3 separate regions of the Anser cygnoides genome follow, and all the other regions are linked to region 3. The links are chromatin contacts, called in public Hi-C maps. All regions are on one chromosome and are shown on one strand. The core of a region is the stretch at or near the end of the contact, and the rest is flanking DNA. Distances in the headings are between cores, read along the strand shown. Region 1 overlaps LOC106031380 (a long non-coding RNA gene). Region 2 overlaps LOC106031380 (a long non-coding RNA gene). Region 3 overlaps LOC106031380 (a long non-coding RNA gene).

Region 1 (2,779 bases), core at 140-2,639, 110 kb after region 3:
GATTCTCTCCCTGGCCTTGCTACAAGTTTTCTGAGAAGCTACAGACCAGTCGCGTAGTTCCCTCCTCTGCCCTGGTACTGTTATTTGTGAATTGGGAATAATTAGCCTTTTTTTGACAGTCACATCTGGTCAGACCACAACCAACTGGAGCTTAACTTTAAAGTATGTGGCCAGATGCAAAAGCAATATGTTAGTCTGAACATTGGCTTTGTTTGATAATTTTCATAGCTAACATATCAGACAACTTGAGTGCAAGACGAATATGACTTGTTTCTGAGTCTGGTCTAAACAGTAGCTTGGCAGTCACATATTTCTATACTAGAGGAATTTTTTATTTTATTTTATTTTTAAGCCAACATGGTAATGCTGCTGCACATGTGGGTGGCACTGATTTGGGGCTGGAGATGCTAATAGCTCAAATGTGATATAGGAATTCGAGAGAAAAAAAAACATGGAAGCTCTTCTCCCAGATCAGAAGTAGGAGGGACCCTGAGGCAATAGGGATATTCTCTGAGTCCTCTGGATTTTTAAGAAGGGGATGTCTAATACATCCAGGTAGTGCCAGTTCTATCACCCCAGGTTTCAAAACCCTCTTGTCCACGCTGGTAGAAAAAAAGTTGTTAGAGATGCGTGCTGCTAATTTCTTAAAAATCCCTGCTTACTACCCCATGTCCCATGGGTACACTGCTCTGCTCTTGCATGTCTTAAGCAGATGTGCTGGGGAGGAAGGCAGGACCTGAGCCTTCGCACCTCTGTGCAGGATAGCTGGGAAGCATCAACCTGACCGTGCTCACACTTCAGATCGTTTACACAAGCTTTGTAAATCCAGTGCTTTGGGAATATGGTTGTCCTTGCCTGGGAATGCACAAATGAACTAAGCCCGCTACTTCCATGAAGCGTGGGACCAGTGAGTCACGTCACATGGATTGCCTTACATAGAAAAAATCCCTGCTAGGTGTCAGAGGAGAATGTGCTTTGTGCCTCTAGCCTCTGTGGTCGGGCAGAGCCTGCTGTAAAACTGTTCTGGTTGTGCGGCGAGCCAGCTAGGGCTGGGAGCTCTGACCAGATCACAGGAGCGCACGAATCCTACACAAATGTCCAAAAGCTTTTCGGTGGGAAAGGAGGACGCAAAATAAACTCAGGCTTGTAGCCGTGTTTGGCAGGGCTGTGATTTGTCTTATAAAGAGCATGTTTGCTAGACACGCTCCGGTGCACGTTTGATGCACCACAGGCTTGGATGGGGTTGCGGCTGCTCATGGCAGGACACCCGAGATCCCAGACTGCCTTCCTCCCCGTCCCCATCGCAGAAGACCTTGGGGAAGCTGAAGCCTGACTGCAAAGTTGCCTGTGAGCTCGTTATATTGGGATCCTTAAACCGCTGCGAGGGCTGTTGGATAATGTGTGGATAATTTTTTTCGTGGCGTTTTATGAAAAAGGAAATCAGGCCTGGGCTGGTGAGGCTGAAAGAGCAGGGAGTGGATGGGCTGTCAAGGGTCAGCCTCCCAATAGCCCTGTGATCAAAGGCTGCTCTCAGCAGCATGAGTTTATAGGCAGCCAAGACAAACAATGAACAACTTTATCTCCTTTCAGGAAAAAAAAAAAAAAGGGGGCTTACGTTCCAGGAAACCATTTCTGGACAAGACAGCTTTTGGTGGTTGTTCCCTCTCTCGTCTCTCATATAACACATCTATTTCTACTTGAAGGATGATAAGAGGGAGACGGCAGAGCAAACATTAATGGGGTTGTGCCGTGTTCTCAGTTGGTGTAAATAGGCACGGTCCCAGCGAAGCTGAAGCAGCGTGGCCAGTTTATTCCTGCTGAGAATCTGGCCTTCACCAGCAGCTGTCACTGGAAAAGCAGCAGGGAAGCTCCAAATTGAATCGGGGCCATTTCCACGAGTTCGATCCCTTCTCTGAAGGTGTTGCCTCATTTGTTTGCAGCTGGAGGCTTGCCCGTTTGGCTGTCCCAGCAGTGGCCTCCAATGTCAGCTGGTCAGCACACAGCTGGCCAGTTTGGAACACGTTGACTTCGCTGTCAGCTCGCTGGATAAAGGGAACAGAGGGGAAAAATATTTTGGGCTCCTGTGTACTTGATTATTTGTTTGGGAGGAGAGGAAGATATGAGAAGAAAGACTCTCATTCCTAAAATGGAAAAAGTTGCAAAACTTTTAGTTGGGTTTGGATCCAAGGGAGAGGAATCTTCTCAAAATGCGGAGTGTTTTTGATTTAGGATTTCCTGTTGGATGCATTTCAGAAAACTAGTTAAGTCAGAAGTGGCCAGATTCTCAGCTTAGACTAAAGCTGCAAAGCTCCGCTGATAGGAACCAATATCGGGCAGTGACTCCAGCTGAGGATCTTGGCTCGAGGTGTGGTGGCGGATCGAGAAGATCTCTCCTCGCTTGTGGGTTCGGAGCAGGAGTAAATCAGATGTTTGATCCCCCTGAGATGCAGACACCCCCGGTGAGCTGGGGGGGCTGTTCTTAGCAGATGTAAATGTCTTCATGGCGTGGGCTGTGAGGTTTGTTTAGGTGCTTGCAGTCAACTGGCCTGAGCAAATCAGACCTGGGGGAGGTGGGAAGCCTCCCGGCTTTTCAACCAAACAGCCTTGAGGATTCTTGTAGCCATCGCTGCTCTCTGTGCTACATATTTATACCCTTCTACACACTGAACATGGAAAATATTGTGAGAAAAGCTTTCCGAGCCGGGATTTAGGGCTGAGAATAGAGGCAGAAAGCCCTGGGGGCTCAAGAGAACATATTTCCATAGTCTTTCCAGATGTC
Region 2 (2,700 bases), core at 177-2,676, 75 kb after region 3:
ATTCCCTTCACAAGGTGCTTTTAATCCCTTCGGTTAATGTGAAATTAAGATAATGAGTCAAAGAGAAGAGAGGAACTGGGAAAGGGGCAGCAGGGGGAAAGGGGAAAGAAAGGAAAATAGAAAGAAGAGAGATTCCTCTGACAGATAATTAGGGAGATTGGTTTACCAGCCAGGGACTAATGCTAGCTTCCCAGCTCAAACAGTCCCTCGTGACTCATTTTGTGACTTTAATTTCTATGGGGTTCCTTAAGCAGGTGCCCTCTGACAGGTAGTCAATAGGGGACTTCTGGCCGAGCACCAGCGCCTCCGTGGGGAGGTCGCGTTTGGAGGTCAGGGAGCAGGGCCTGGGAGGCCGGGGGGTCAGCAGCCATCACGGTGACAGATGAACCTCACCGTGTTCCCCTCTCTGGAGCTGTCCCTCGCGCAGCGGCCGAGCCGGCGTCCCTTGGGACCGGCCCCCTTTCTGCTGAGAGCCGTCCCTGTTCGGCTCCCGCTCGGCACCTCTCAACTGCTCTTCATTAGCCGCAGGATCGTGCTCGTTCGCAGCCCCGGAGCCGATGCTGAGAGGGTGCTGTCTCCATACCTCTCAACTGGTCCTCATTAGGTAGAACAGGCCCCTTTTGTCCTGCATGAAGCCCCCTTTGTTTCTCAGCCGCAGCGGGGCTGCGAGAGCAGAACCTGATACAAAACAATGCAGCTTTATTTCGCCGGAGCCTCGAGTCAAGGAGAGAGCAGCGTTTCTCGAAGCTCGCTGACTTAGCGTGTGCGTGGCCGAACACCCGTGGGCTCTGTCTGTCTGTCTGTCTGTGCCCCCCATGCTGAACCCAGCTCCTTGTGCCCTGCTCCTAGCTGGAGCTCGCACTGCCTTCCACCAGCTGCTGATGCAGGCCCCCTTGGAGAAAGTATTTCTAAGGTGATGTAACTACAAGGAATCCTCTACTTTGATCTCTCCACTCAGGGAAGCAGCAATTATTCTGATTTTTCTGTGTTCTGGGGTGAAGTTCAGTGTTTCTCCCCTTTCCCCCAGCGGTTTGCGCCGAGTCCCTGCCCTGGTAGCATCTCCCTGCTTGGCGGGGGGGTCCGGGCCGCTTGGCTTTGCTTCCACCTGCTTTTCCCTGCCAGCCGCTGAGGTTGTGTTGGCTGGAGCCTGGTTAGTCATTCTGTCTGAGATTTCTTTCAGATTGAGGCTAATGATGGCAAAAAAGAAATTAATTTTCTTTCTAATTGGATTCCTGCTTTTCCCCAAAGACCTGATGTCTTTTTAAAAAGCAGTCTCTATCACCTCCGTGTCGGTGGCTGCCATGCAGCTGCAAAGTGGTATCACCACAGGAGTGTCTGGTAGGTTATAAATCGGGTGGCAGAATTAAATGCTTGCATGCCTGGCGTGCCAAGGTCGGTCCCTGATCCCATTAGCCACCTCTTATGCCTCCAAACAGCTGGAGCAGAGCTGAGCATCAGCTGCAAAATACTTAGTTCAAGTGGGAACTGCAAACTGAAAAGAAGCGAACATGACTTTGGGGTCCCATCTGCTCCAACAGAGAGGGATGAAGGGAGAGGACTGGGATTGAACAGAATTTCAAATTCCCTGAGAAAGAAAACAAAGGCTGACTTATTTACTACTTCTTGGAACAACCAGGGAGCCAAAATGCTGCTTGCAGTGAATTGTTCTTGGTGTTTGCACAGTTAAGGTCTTATTTAAGTCTTTTGGGTAAATAGATCAAGCCACAGCCGAGCTTCTCAGAAGCAGGAGTGAGGGCAAGGAGCCCGTTGTCCACATGCCAGTGATCCGGAGAGAAGAACTTCCCTGTCCTATGCAGGAAGGTAAAAGTCCTCGAAATCCAAATTGTTCCAGCTTTAGTGCAGTTACAGCTGTGAGGCAGGTGAGAAGAGCATCCGGAGGAATCCTGATCGGTGAGGTAATCGGAGCGGGGAAACCAGGACAGCAGGATGGAGAAATAGGGCTTTGTGGGTTTCCTGGTACACCTCTACCAAAAGGGATCCTGCTTCGGCTGGTTAATGTTTCTGTGGCCTGCAGGGCAAGCGTTTACACCAAGATCTGTGCCAAGACTGTTGCATCACATTGGTCAAGGTTTATTTTGATACAGCCGCGGGTGGCTTGACGGGTTGCACAACAGCAGAACCAAAACCTCCTCCACGCCAGGAAGCCCTTGCCTGCTGACCTCCAGCCCTGCCACTGAATCTGAAGGGCCCTGGCTGTGGTTCAGCATCCACAGGCTATTGGGTATTGGATGTTCCCACCCCATTGTACGCTTGAATTCTGTGCAACCCACGCAGAGAAACTGGTACGGGCCTCCCGTGTGACTCAGAAAGCTGGGACACGCGGGGTCGGACGTCTCTGGCAAGCAGATGTTTCGGCGGGCAGTGAAGAATTTTGTCGGAGGGTGGTTGGTGATTTTCCTGTAGAAACATCCAGAGCTGTTTGCAGAAGGGCTGGAAGCTGCCGAGTGGCTTGAGCAAGACTTATATCCAGCGCTTCATTCGCGGGCCGGTGCTTGGTATTTATGTAGCGCTCCCCCGTGCCACGCTGCTGATGGGTGCTGGTTTTTTTGGCCCCCTGAAGCAAGTTAAGTGTGTTTGTGTCTAATGCATGGGGCCCGCTGCACCTGCAGCAGGGCTCTGGGTCTCGGAGGGGTCTCAGGACATGGACGAGTCGATGTGACGAGCTGGAGCCGTCTGCCC
Region 3 (2,700 bases), core at 142-2,641:
AAAGCTCAAGGTAAAAACAATGGTAGGAATGGCCTTATATTCCATGTGCAAGCATTGAATTTCCTCACGGCAATGTAATTTTTTGAAAATCTTGTCCTAATTATCACAGCTCACATAGATGCTCTCTAGGAACTATTTTACATAGAATTGGTCAGAAACATTTTGACAGTGTGGTTTTCCATTGGAAAATGACATTCTGGCAAAAATTAAATGGTTGAAGAAATCATATTGATTTGACTTTTTTTTTTTTCTTCAGGGCAACATTATTGTTGCTCAGAGATGAGCCTGAATGGGTTGAAGCCATTGTTTTTATTTAGTTGTTCTTTTCTTTCCAAGTGGTGTTTTGTTTTTTGCTTCTTTTTCTAGTAGTATGTAGTAGAGCATAAAACATTTGCAACATATTTCAGTGGGCTCAAAATAAAGTTGTGGAGGAAATACTGAGCTTTTGGGTTTTTTTTCCAAAGCAAAACATAAGTAAGTAATGAAAATACAAAATTCTTTATCAAATGGAAATTTATTCTTTTGCTCCCCACAGGCTGAACCATGCATGCTGTACAGATATCCTGGAAGTACTGCAGGAGGAGCTCACTGTTCTTCTCAGCAAAGCTTTCTTTTTTGTCACTTCTGACTGTTCCAGTTTCCTTTGTCATCCTTCTTAAAGCACCAATTTCCCAAATACTAGGACAGAGAGAACTATGTTGTCAGCTTTCCACTTACCAGTGTAATGAGTAGGATCCTGCGTTAACGGGCCCACAGGTCTGATTCATGGAGGAAATTACTGTGTCCCTGTATCCTTTTAATTGTAGGTTTTAAAACCAAAGCATGGAGATGCACATAAATTATTACATTGTCGTTTAAACTGGAGTCAGTCCAGTGTGAACCCTGAACGCCTGGAGCTGCTCCAGCAGAGTGGCAGGAACAAGGCTGAGAGTCCTAGTAAACACCACATGATTTTCTGGTATTTGCAGGGCATCTGTTTTCCCTGCCCTTGCAGTACCTTTGTCTGGTCTGGAGAAGATCCTGGGTGACTGGTGATTTTATTATGGCCTGGCACATTTGAGGGTAAGCCATTCGGCCTGTCAGCGTGCTCCCAGAAGAAAAGCTTCAGTGAAAAAACCTTGCTCTGGGCTTTGAAATCTGAACTGCAGCCAATTCCAGCTGAGGGATGTGACGATTGCCTTTTGCTGTGAAGTTGCCATCTGAACAATGACACTGTTGTGTGGTTTGAAAAGACAAGGAGCAATGAAAAGGATAAGTGTGTGTCATATGTGGGACTGGGTAGGTACCAGATAGAAAGCAGCCCAGGCCCTCATCGTTTCCTTACATGGTGTGCCTCAAAATCCACATTTAGATCTGTTTCAAGGGGACACGTGCATCCCAAGTTTTCTACTCATGGAGAATTTGTTTTTTACAAGCTGTATTTCGCTAGACCATCTGGTCATGCTGCTGCTCCTTTGAAAGCTATGCCTTATTAAATAGTCCTGGGAACTCAAGAAGGAAAGTCGCAGGAGGGAAGAAGGGAGGAAGATTTCCAAGAGATGTGCTTTTCCTTAATAAAATAATAGTCTTAAGGAGATCACAGCTTGTAACAACCAGTGAGATTCTGCTGCTAATATTCTCTGCAAAACTTCTCAGGGCTCTGCTTCGCAAAGCAGAATCCAGCTGCATCATGCATATGCTGTACAGCTCTCCTGAAATCAAATCGGCCATGGCACAGAAGTGAGTGTTATTCTGTATTTGTCCAAATTACAGTATCTCATCTTTTGTTCTCAATTTACTGGGACAAGAAGCTCCTCTCTTAGAATTTGTTATTTGCCACTCCCGTGAGACCCAGCTGAAGTCATTGCACTAGGCCTCGCCATTTCTTGTGAAATGCTCGGACAAGACTGCGAATGGTGAGGAGGAGACCAAGAGAGATGTGTGGCTGTCGCGTCCCTTTTGCAGACGCAGAACTGAGGCCTGGGTTTTGAAAAATTTGCCTTGAATCTAAAAAAGAGGTGGGAGCAGAATCAGTACAGCAACTCAGCTCTTCTGAGAAACACCCTTTTATTTTAGGCTGTTATTTTCTATGACGGGTGAAACACCTAGCCTGAATTTTAAAGATTATTGTTATTTATGGAAGGAGACCTGCCAGCCTTGCTTTTGTACCTGCATGGTCTATATTGTGTGGTGAGGACTTATATTTTCCTACCCAGGAACTTCGGTGCACCTCAGATTAATATTTGAGAGTTGTTTGCCTGCACTTCTCATAAGGGTCCAACCACAGATACAGCTCCAACAAACTGGAATCCCAGGAGAGTGTCTGAAGTGGTGAAACCCGACAAAGACAAAACTGGGGTCTGGGTAAAGAGCACTTATCCAGGGATGTATGGTAGCCTGGGGTAGAGCTCATTGCTAGAGGAGAGAGAGCTCCAACAGGGTAAGACAGTTATCCAAGCGTTCAGTTACAGATTTAGGATAACCCTGGTTTTTGGGCATTCCCCCAAGGCCTCAAAGGTCTGATATTCAGGATTTCCATAGGAACAGGGCATCTAGAACTTTTATTTTATTTTATTTGGGTGTTTTAAAACTGGTGGTGTTACAGTGAACCTTGTATTGCCATCTTGTCCTGTGAAAAGCAAGCTGACTTACAGGCTTTAGGAATTTACCGTGTGCTTTGTTCTAGCCTAAAATATTATTAAAGTATTAGGTTCTAGCCTA

Evidence for each region. A called contact is a pair of places that touch in the nucleus more often than the background predicts.
Region 1: a Hi-C map of liver shows a contact between it and region 3, with 4 times the contacts expected there. The contact joins two enhancer-like sites. A contact is called at or near these places in 2 of 7 Hi-C or Micro-C datasets (both in liver).
Region 2: a contact with region 3 is called in a Hi-C map of liver, with 15 times the contacts expected there. The contact joins two enhancer-like sites. A contact is called at or near these places in 2 of 7 Hi-C or Micro-C datasets (both in liver).

What each region holds. Positions count from the first base shown.
Region 1 is chr17:12,690,436-12,693,214 of Taihu_goose_T2T_genome, reverse strand. All of the region lies in intron 14 of LOC106031380 (a long non-coding RNA gene), which reads left to right. Among named protein-coding and RNA genes, the nearest start is that of TBX3, 51 kb to the right of the region's middle. Within about 2 kb of position 1,389, at least 1 of the 3 cell types and tissues checked has open chromatin away from gene starts, as enhancers often do. A contact at or near this core is called in liver, where this site is marked.
Region 2 is chr17:12,727,512-12,730,211 of Taihu_goose_T2T_genome, reverse strand. All of the region lies in intron 14 of LOC106031380 (a long non-coding RNA gene), which reads left to right. Among named protein-coding and RNA genes, the nearest start is that of TBX3, 88 kb to the right of the region's middle. Within about 2 kb of position 1,426, at least 1 of the 3 cell types and tissues checked has open chromatin away from gene starts, as enhancers often do. A contact at or near this core is called in liver, where this site is marked.
Region 3 is chr17:12,802,707-12,805,406 of Taihu_goose_T2T_genome, reverse strand. It overlaps LOC106031380 (a long non-coding RNA gene), which reads left to right. Exons shown (of 15, transcript XR_010825436.1): 6 at 536-788; 7 at 1,566-1,719. Among named protein-coding and RNA genes, the nearest start is that of TBX3, 160 kb to the right of the region's middle. Within about 2 kb of position 1,391, at least 1 of the 3 cell types and tissues checked has open chromatin away from gene starts, as enhancers often do. A contact at or near this core is called in liver, where this site is marked.